2 separate regions of the Columba livia genome follow, and region 1 is linked to region 2. A link is a contact called in public Hi-C data. All regions are on one chromosome and are shown on one strand. The core of a region is the stretch at or near the end of the contact, and the rest is flanking DNA. Distances in the headings are between cores, read along the strand shown. Region 1 holds the start of EXTL3 (exostosin like glycosyltransferase 3). Region 2 holds the start of PNOC (prepronociceptin).

Region 1 (5,359 bases), core at 271-2,770, 260 kb before region 2:
GGGAAAGGCCCAAAAGAAAAGCATGTGGGATGAAGAGGACAGAGCAGCTTCCACAGGTTTGTAGAAAGGAACAGTTTTGTTTTGCTCAGCCCCTGAGTTTGAAGATGAATGTTGGACGTGGAAACATTTGTGGCTGTAGGGAGCCCAGGCTGCCTAGACCAGGGTGGAAAACAAAGAAACCCAAAGCCAACATGATGAAATACAAGTTTATTTGCTTTAGCCTGTGTCCAACTTCCCTCCCTGGCACAGAAAAATGTCATTAATGCTGCTCTGGCTGGCGGCTTTTGCGCAAAGCTGAGGTTTTTAAACAACCAACCGTCCCAAAACACAATTAGAGGGAGCTGGTGAGTCCCGAGCACCTCCAGATCCACCACACGAGGGGGGAACCACGCAAGACCAGGGTGTCCCGACTCCTCCCAGCCCTTCTGCTCTCCCGGGTGACATCCCAGGACGAGGAGTTAACGCAGCCACAGCCAAACGATGGAGAACCACTAACCCAGCAGCAATGGGCACATGAGGGGTCCCCGATACCCCCTCTCAGGGACACCAAAGCCATTTCCCCCGGGCTCCCCCCCCAGCTGGGATTCCTCCTTGCGGCTCAAAAGCCCTTTTCAAAGCGGCCAATTTTCCTGGCATCCCCCATGGCCCAAATGACCAAACTCAAAAGCAACTTTCACCAGGGGCAGAGGATCCCGCTGGTTAAACAGCTGCTTTCACATTAGCCATTAATTTCTGTTGCACCATCCTGGAGGAGCCGGAGGTGAGACGGTGCCACCCTAGAGCCATGGGGACAAGTTTCCCTTAACTTTTGGGGTGTCCCCTTCCCTCTGGCCAGGGGTCACCCCTCTGCTGATGCTGCTCCAACAATCCCCCACCCTGGGGACACCCCAGTGTGGGATGGGGAGGGGAAACGGGGCACGTGGGGGGGTCCCCATCCTGGCAGGGGAGGGTGCTGAGCCCCTGGGTGCCCCCAATGGACTGGGGGGATTGTAAAGGAAAAGAAAGGAAAGATAACAATTAAAAATAAATTAAAATAGGAAAAGTAAAAGAATTGAAATTAATAGAAAAATAAAAATGAAAATGTAAAATTTAAAAAGAAAATAAAATGATAGACTAAAACAAAATAAAATAAAACGAAATAGAAGTAAAAATAAAAATAATAAAATAAAAATAAAAGGAAATTTAAAAATAAAAGGAAATTTTTAAGAAGAAAAATAAAACAAAATGTAATAAAACAAAATAAAATAAAACAAAATAAAAGTAAATAAAATAAAACAAAAGTAAAAATAAAAATAAAAATTTAAAAAAGGAAATAAAAATTTTTTTTTTAAAAAAGAAAACCGAATGTAATAAACCAAAATAAAACAAGATAAACGGAAATAAAATAAAGCAAAGGCAAATAAAATGAAGCACCCGAAGGATCCGAGCTGGGCGCGGGGGCAGCGCTTACCTGCGGGGCTGCGGAGGTTGCGCAGGTTGCGCGGAGCCGCGCGGTCCCTGCGGCCGCAGCGCGCTGTGCGGAGCGGAGCGGAGCGGAGCGGAGCCCCCGGCCCGGCTCGCTGCATTGTGGGAAGCGGCGCCCAAAAATGGGGGGGCGCTGCCCTCTGGTGGCGGCTCCGCCGGGAGGTGTTTTGGGGTCCTAAGGGCCAGAGATTTACAGCTATCTACAGTAACCTATATGACGCCCCAATTGACATCCCAGTGGGCTCTGGCCACCCCCGAGGAATTTGGGGGGCTTCTCATGGGCAAACAAAATCGGGGTGCTGGGGAGCGGCGGGGATGTGCATGGAGCTGCTGCTTCTCTTTGCCGTGCTGATGCAGCACCCCAAATCTCTACCCGTTCCCACGCAGCGCCTCATATCTCTGCACCTTCCCACACAGCACCCCAAACCCCTGCCTGTTCCCACACAGCACCCCAAACCTCTGCTCATTCCCACCCAGCATCCCAAAGCTCTGCCCGTTCCCACCCAGCACCCCAAATCCCTGCCTGTTCCCACCCAGCACCCTAAATTCTGCCCATTCCCAGGCAGCACCCCAAATCTCTGCATGTTCTCATCCAGCACCCCAAATCCCTGCCCATTCCCACACAGCACCCCAAACCTCTGCCTGTTCCCACCCAGCACCCCAAATCTCTGCCCATTCCCATCTGGCACCCCAAACCTCTGCCCATTCCCACCCAGCATCCCAAAGCTCTGCCTGTTCCCACCCAGCACCCCAAATCCCTGCCTGTTCCCACCCAGCACCCTAAATTCTGCCCATTCCCAGGCAGCACCCCAAATCTCTGCATGTTCTCATCCAGCACCCCAAATCCCTGCCCATTCCCACCCAGCACCCCAAACCTCTGCCTGTTCCCACCCAGCACCCCAAACCTCTGCCTGTTCCCACATGGTACCAACCTCTGCCCATTCCCAGGCAGCGCTCCAAATGTCTGCATGTTCTTCTCCAGCACCCCGCATCTCTGCCCATTCCCATCCAGCACCCCAAATTCTGCCTATTCCCAGGCAGCACCCCAACTCCCTGCCCATTCCCACCCAGCACCCCAAATCTTTGCCCACTCCCAGGCAGCACCCAAAATCTCTGCCTGTTCCCATCCAGGACCCCCAATCTTTGCCTGTTCCCACACAGCACCCCAAATCTCTGCACATTCCCACCCAGCACCCAAAGAAGGTGCCTTAAAACACCCCAGAGAAAATAAGCAACGTGGGGCACAGCGGTTTGGAGAGAAAGAGGCAGATATTGGGGCACATCAGCTTTTGGGGTGCATCCCGTGGCTGGAGGTGTGACATTCTGAGCAGCCACCTTGTTGCGAGATCTTGTGTGTTAAACACACCTACAGAATAATAGAAGACTATAGAAATGTATAGATATACTATATATACCTGGTGAGGGCTGCAGGAGGGGCCAGGGGGGTCTCAGTCCCATCCCTGACTCCTTCTGCCCCATTTATTCCCTCAGGCATCTCCTCTCTGCCCAGGCTTGGATGGGTAATGAGTAAATGTAGCTCAGGTGGGTAATTAGTGCAGGCCTGTAGAATGATTGACTAAATATTAACGAGACTTGGTGGCTGGCAGGAGATGTCACCACCCAAGACACTGATGGAGCAGCTTTGCTCCATTGAGCCCAGCAGTGGGATCCTACTCAAAGGCCAATAAATACTTCAGTAAAACCCCAAAGGGATAATGACCACAGCAGAGTGGGTCCCTACACCCAGCCAGGGCTGGGCCACCCCAAAAATGGGGTTAAATCCCAAATGTTACTCTGAAAGGGGGTCAACAGGAGACCCCGCGTGCTTTGGTCCACGTTCCCAGTTTGCAGCGGGTTCCTCTAATATAATTCCTGGGTTTTTTCCAACAGCAGAAGCCCCAGAAAAGAACCACAGGCAACGATGGGGGAGAATTACCAAAGGAATTGGCAGAAAACCAGAAGCACAAGCAGCGGACGCGTGTGGCTTGAGCTCCAGCTTTGTCTTGCGGGTAGGACGGGGCTTTCTGATGTCACCCTGTGCCTTCTGCAGACATGAAGTGACATTTCAGTCACTCGCTCCGACTCAAAAAGCCTCTTTTTTAACCCAGTTCACAGAATCACAGAATCGATTGGGTTGGAAAAGCCCTCAGAGATGATCAAGTCCAACCCTTGGTCCAACTCCAGTCCATTGACACTAAGTGCCATGTCCAATCTCAGTTTACAAACCTCCAGGGCCGGTGAGTCCAGCACCTCCCTGGGCAGCCATTCCAATGCCTGACCACTCTCTCTGTAAAGAATTGCTTTCTAATCTCCAGCCTCAATTTCCCCTGGCAGAGTTGAAGCCCATGGCCCCTTGTCCTATTGCTGATGCCTGGGAGAAGAGACCAATCCCCACCTGGCTAGAACTGCCCTTCAGGTAGTTCTAGAGAGTGCTGAGCTCAGCTCTAAGCCTCCTCTTCTTTTCACCCCTTTCCAGCCTGTGCAAGGAGCACCCAGCCCCTTGGTTTGCATGGGGGGGGGCTGCTCCACAGGTCTCCCCATCCCATTCCGCAGGGATTACGTTTCTATTTAACCAGCCACCTCCTCAGCCATTGTCCCCACGTCCCCGCAGCCACCGCCCCGGGCAGCCTGAGCAAACGGCGGCACTGCCGAGCGCCGCGGGCCCCTTGGCTCTGTTCGCCTGATGTCTTTCCACGCGCTCCCCTTGCTTCCCGGGAGCAGAGATGTGACTCTGGGGACATCGATGTCCCTGTCCCAACCAACGCTTGGCCAAATCTGGGGGCGAGGCTGCAGAAATGCCTCAAATCCAAGGGAATCCCACGTTTTCCTGCTGTGACCGGTGTGTTTGCCAAGTCCCACGTCTAGAGCAGCAGCGGCTGTTTCGTACAACCACTTCAATAAAGTCAGACATCGGGGGTGTCCCCTGGCGCTGACCCAGGGCCAGGACGGGGGGTCCCTCCCAGGAAGTTTTGCCCATAACCGACTTTTCTGGCACCGTTTCCTCCGGCTCCAGGTGGCAGCTCGGACACGGATAATCCGCCGTCCTCAAAGGGGCTGGGATGGCAGCACAGGGATGGGATTTGCGGAGATTACGGAGGCTCGAAATGTTCCTCCCGGCTACAGAGCCCCCTGGTCTGGACAGACCCGCAATGGACAGACGGACAGGGCAGAGCGAAGCCACCGAGCCCACCAGGGAGCATCTTGTCTCCATCACCCACCGCTGGGGCGGCTCCAGGGGTACCCAGAGGGGCGAGTTTAATCTTTTCCATTCGATTTTAATCAGCTCATCAGCGGCGGGCACGGACAGCGCGGCGGCTAAGAGGCTTACGGCTATTATTCCCAGAGGATTAGCCTTTGGCATCGCAGCCGAGGGAGGGGGGCACGTGTCGTGCCAGTGATCGGACGTAAAACTGTCTCTGCCCCCAGTTATTTGGCAGCAAGCAAAGGCTGCTGTCTATTTATCTGCACAGCCTGGGGGGTCGTCTCCTTCCTGCTGCATGTCCAGCGAATCCCCCCACCCACCTTAAGGGCATGGTGATCCTATATGGATCCTATAGGATGGGGGGTGGCCCCTCAACAGCCTCGATGGAACCGTGGGGTGCGTGGCTATGCTTATGTATTCACACATGCGCCCTTCTGTGTGTGCAGTACTAAAAGAGAAAAGCTTGACCCTAAACATTGCTCAGGGGCAGAGGGGTCCTGTCCCAAAAGCTTCTTGTCCCCGTTTCACGCCCTGAAATAGTCTCTGGGGTACATGGGCACGGAGGGAGTTGGGTCACAATCCTGCATTGAAATCCTCCGTGGCAGGAAATTTTGGGGATGTCTCTGTGTTCCCTCCTCGGTGCTCGTCTTACATGAACTGAGCTGCACCCAAAGGCACCCTCGGGTCCCTGGG
Region 2 (5,200 bases), core at 82-2,581:
ACAAAAGAAACAAGAAGCCTTCCCGCTCCCGCTCGGCTTTGCATAAGAGCTGGGGAATATGTCCTTAATGAAAAAATGAGTGGTTAAGGAAAAATTGAAGCTATATATATATATATAATACACTAAAAAATAATAGTATAGGATATATTGGAAAAAATCAGCATCCCTATCTCCAGCGCTTGCCTGGGAGCATGATGGGGAGCTGCTTTACCCCATAGGTCCTACATGATATTGCTCACCAGCCCCATTTTCCCCTAAAACACCCCAAATGCAGGCTCATACCTTGCCCCCAGCACCAGGCGTGTCGCCTCCATCCACTCCTACGACGCTGTTTCACTTCTTGGCATTTCGATCCATTTCTAGATTTTTATTTTACGCCTGCTCAAGCGCCGACACATCCCAATTCTTACCCGGGGGCATTCAACTCAATGATTTAAGAGCTGTAGCCGAACCAAAAAGCGGGCCAAGGCGTTTCGCTCGGATCTCCAGCCCTTCCTGGGGAGTCGTTACAAGAAATTACCAAGATAGGATCACAGCGCCGCGGCAGATTTGATTTTGTAATTGCCGAGGTGGGGCAGGGTGGGATGCTCGGGGGATTCTGGCTCCGTACCAGTGCAAACGGGATGAACGTTATGGCTCTGGGTCACTTAAACAAGGAGAAAAATGGGGTGATGCTGCTTAGCAGAGGAAACTATTGAAGGTTGGGATCAGTTTGGCCTTTCCAAATCAAAGGCAACGTCTCTCCCCGGTGCCGGAGCGGCCAAATCCGCCCCCACGAGGTGCCGGCATGTGGCTGCGTCTGCCTCGCCGGGCGTTTCCATCATCTGTGAAATGTAAAGTTGGGGTTTTTGTGCTCCCCCTGCCCGCCCGGCATCATCCACTGAGCCTGAAATCCATTATTCCCACCCGCACGCCTGCCATCGGTGCGCGACACGCTCGGTGGTTGCGTGGCAGTGCCGCAGCTGTGCCGGAGCGTGTTGGTAATGGGGGTCGGGGACCCCCCCCTTTCACCTCCTTCTGGGGTCTAAAGGGGGAAAAAGAGGCCCCCGGAAAGGGCTGAGGGGTGATTTTTGGGCTGACCCAGCTGCTGGTACCTTCAGGTCCTTGTACCCCCCAAATCTGGGCTGGGGCACATCGTCACACCCCCCCCCCCCCACAATCTCCATCCCAACCCCACCATCCCCAAGACACAGGGTGCCACCTTTGGATAACCACAAGGCCAACATCCCTCACCTCTTTCGTGGGCTGCCCCTCGGATTTGGGGAGGAGGAGGAGGGAGGGATGAAGGATGCGGGAAGGGATGCACATCCCTGGTCCCCAGCTAGCGCATCCCTCCGCCGGCAGCCCCCGGGGGTGGGCTCAGCGACGCACGTGTGCGGGGAGGGAGGTGTGGGGACGCGTGTGTACACCGTCTATATATACCACCGTGGCACAGGCGCCGGCGGAGTCACAGATCAGAGGAGCCGGCAGCCGACAGCACACCCGCAGGTAGGAAAATCCGCTTTAATTTTCCATCCTAGGGGGGCTCAGTTTGGTTCTGTTTTAACCCAAGGATGGTCCGTCCGGCTCCGATTCATGGATAGATCTTCCCCTCCCTGCTAAGGGTTAAATGAAATATCTTCCTGGAGGGAAAAAAAACATCTTTATCCCAAGAGAGGAAAAGTTTCTGCTTCACCATCCAGCCCCCAAAATCAAGCGGAGCGGAGCAGGAGGGACGCAACAGGAGTCGGTGCGGGACGCCTGCCCGAAACCACGGGAAACCCACAGGGTGATGGTGGGTTCCTCCGGGACGAGCGGCATTTTTTAGGGGATTTATTTGGTGACCCGCCACACCACAACTTACCTCATTCAGTATTCCTGCCCTTTCTTCTTGTAGCCAGGACTTCACCAGGGTCACTGCAAGATGCTCCTGCCTTGCGAGCCATCCCTTTTATTCCTCAAAAAAACCCCACAAAAAGGAGGAAAATGATGTGATTTTTGTTGCTTTGATTTTTTTTAGTCCCTTCCAAATAGCAGGAATGAATGGCTGAGCTATGGGGACACAGAGGGAAATGTTCTTCCCGAGCTTTTTTACCTCTAAACAGCCTTTTCTCAGCCTCTCCAGCCCACATCTGTGTTTACAGTCGCGCTGCAGCGTCTAATTTCGGCCAATTATGGCCAATTACCTGATTGAGGGGGACCGACAAAAGGAAACGCTTATTTTTCTAGTGAGTGCCAGGCATCTGTAGCCAAACCACCCCCCCCAAAATCCCTCAGATTCTCCCCAAAATCCCCCCCAAAAGCTGCCAGCACAAAGCCGTGCGGCATCGCAGGGGTTTGGGGGAGCCGGTGGGAGACACTCTTAGACAATATTGCGTTTTTTCGACTGGAAAGAAAAGCTTTGACTCCTTCAACTCTGGGTCCAGATCGTGCCCGGTTGCATCTCTGGATCAGGCCTTGGCTTATGGGTAGCGGGGGGGGGAAATTAGCAGGGAAAAGCAATATTAATTTGGGCTGGTTGTGCTCTGGGGGTGGGAAGTGAGATGCTCTGAAATGTGCGCCCCGCATTGATCCTGACCTGGGAAAAAGCGAGAGCATCGCTGGATTTAAACCCCAGTGAAGGTTTTTGGGGATGGACGGTGATCCCGCTGCTGGGATAATTCCCAATGTGTCCCAGTTCGCATCTCCCATAGGGAAAAGGGGATGGAGCATCCCCGGGGAGAGGCAGGGAGCATCTCCCCAGCCCAAATTGCCTCAAATCAAGCGAATAAAAACCCATCTCGGCAAGCACCTGCTTCCCTTTTCACCTCTTCTCTTCTCCATCCTTCCCCCCCTCCAAATCATCCCTTTTGTATGGCTGCATCTCCCACATCATCCCACCCAGAGCGATAAATACAAAGCCGCTTGTCCTGACAGATAACCAGACCCAACGTTATCTGAATCGCAGGCTGGATTTCTAGAAAAACCTCTTCTTATTTTTCTTACCCCCTCCCGAATATTAATAAGGATCATTCAACTGGATTGTAAACTCCAAATGACGCGCCCGTGGGGCAGTGGGAGGGGGTCCCGAAGCTATTTTATGGGATGGAGTGGTTGTATCCTCATACCCCCGGCATGGAAGGGGAGGAAGAGGAAGGTTTGTGCCCAGGAGCAGCCCCATTGTTAAGGAGCCGTGGGGGTGGCTGTGGTGTGACACCGGTGTGTCGCGTCCTTTGCTGGGGTAGGTGGCATCTGTGGGTGCGAGGGCAGTGGGACAGGATGGTGCAACCCTTGGGAAATAGGGTCCAGGTTGGATTTTCTTGGGGGGAAAAATGGAGAAAAATACCAAAAAAGTGGGGGAAAAAAAGAGGAAAAAAAAAAGGGGTGAAAAATGGGAAAAATTGAAAAAATAGGGAAAAATTGAAAAAATAGGGAAAATAGGGAAAAACTGGGGAAAAAAGACATCCCTCTCTTTCTTGAGGGTCTGTGGCTGCAAAACTCAGAACGGGGCTTCATGCCGTCACCACCCCCAACCCTGCCGTCCCCCTCACCCCAAACACCCAAGGGCAGAAACAAGAAAAACGTGCCCTTTGAAAGGCTGATTTAATATTTGGGGGAGCAAAGCGGGGGTTGTTTCCCTCCTTGCCACCCCTGCCCCGGCTGGTGATGCTGCCAGGGTACCGCATCCTGCCCGATAGCATCTTTCAATTAACCGGGAAGAAAAGCCGAGCCGTAATCTCGCAGCCTCCTCTGCAACCAGATGTGACCTGCTTTTCCCAGGACTTGGTGGCTCTTGGGGACACGGGGGCAGTGCTGGGGGGTGGGTTGCAGCCCCCTCTTTGGCTCCGCTGAACCCTGTTTTGGGGCTCAGTGATTTTTTGGGGGGTTTGCCCTCTCCTGGGAGCTTTCTGCCAAGCCTCTGACTCACACCGCCAACCAGTTTTAATGAGACTTGACGAAGATTAAGCCTTAATTCCTGCCCCTTATCAGCTTCCCCTGGTCCCCTCCAGCAAATGACAACTGGGAGCTGCCAGGGGCTGTGTCACTGCCCGGCTGGTGGGGACAAAAGGTGACCGTGACACCGTGCAGGGACCCCAGTGGATGCTCTGCCTTTGTGGCAAAGTGTGGGGGTGTCCCCTCATCTCGATGGGGTGTGAATAAATGGGGACCCCCTGGCCAGGTGCTCAAGCGCCCCCCCAAGCAGCCTGAAATGCTGCTGGAGTGACACATGGGTTGTAAAGCCACCGCCACCGAGGTCTTCCGCATCTCTGACATCCCGGTACGGGTGTTTCTGGGTGTTGCTCCGGTATGGAGGGACCCCAGTGCCATCAAGGGTGGCACCAACCTTCACGTCTCCATCCTGTTCCTCTCTGTCACCTCCACCTCCTCCCCTTGTGTCACTGTGCAGCCCCAGGACCTGCTCCCCAGGACCACAGGGATCTCACATCCCTTTTCCTGATGGGATGAGGGCGAGGGGAGGGTCAGGAGGACCAGCCCTCCTGTTTGCGGATGGCTGGGGGGATGCGTGGGGCTAAACAGCCTGGAATTGGGGGGAAAGCGCACAGCCTTGGTCATGTCACTTAATCACTGCCTGTCACTGGTGTTGGCAAAGCTGGACAGGACACGGGGTTCTTTGGCTTTGCTGCTCCACACCGGGTGGGCTCAGATCCCGGCGATCCCTCCCAGCAGCGATGGCTGAACCCTCCCAAGATACAGACAGGGGCGGCAGCACCCCAGAAATGGCCGGGAGGGGAAACCGGAGCAGAACAACCTCTCTCAGCTCCGGTGATGCTGGGATAAGGAGTGTCCTGTTCAGGGGACAGCTGGGGACGTGCTGCCCCACCACGTCCACCTGCTAAAATAAGCCCCGTCTGGGACTTGTGCCATGAGATAGCCTGGAAAAAATTAAGCCGGGACACACCGGATCCGTTTTGGGGATGAGGAGGCAGTCGGGCTCCTTTCCCAAAAGGATAATTTTGGCAGGGGGACCAGGTGGTGAGGGAGGACGGGCTGAGAACGGCCATACTTCGGCGCAGGTGCGGGGCTCGGCGGTGCCGGTGCCGTCCTGGTTTGACGGGTTTTCCTCTCTCCGGTGCCGCAGCCGCTGCCGGTGCCAGTGTCACCATGAGGACCGTGCTCTGGGACCTGCTGCTGCTCTGCCTCTTCGCCCGGGCGCGGGGCGACTGCCGGGGGGACTGTCTGCACTGCGACCGTCAGCTCTACCGGGACAGCTTCGACGTCC

Evidence for each region. A called contact is a pair of places that touch in the nucleus more often than the background predicts.
Region 1: a contact with region 2 is called in a Hi-C map of liver, with 4 times the contacts expected there. The contact joins the promoter of EXTL3 here to the promoter of PNOC in region 2. A contact is called at or near these places in 2 of 2 Hi-C or Micro-C datasets (crop and liver).

What each region holds. Positions count from the first base shown.
Region 1 is chr3:2,233,316-2,238,674 of bColLiv1.pat.W.v2, reverse strand. It overlaps EXTL3 (exostosin like glycosyltransferase 3), which reads right to left and starts at 1,520. Exons shown (of 9, transcript XM_065055568.1): 1 at 1,451-1,520.
Region 2 is chr3:1,977,809-1,983,008 of bColLiv1.pat.W.v2, reverse strand. PNOC (prepronociceptin) reads left to right here and starts at 1,331. Exons shown (of 4, transcript XR_010471053.1): 1 at 1,331-1,488; 2 at 5,060-5,200.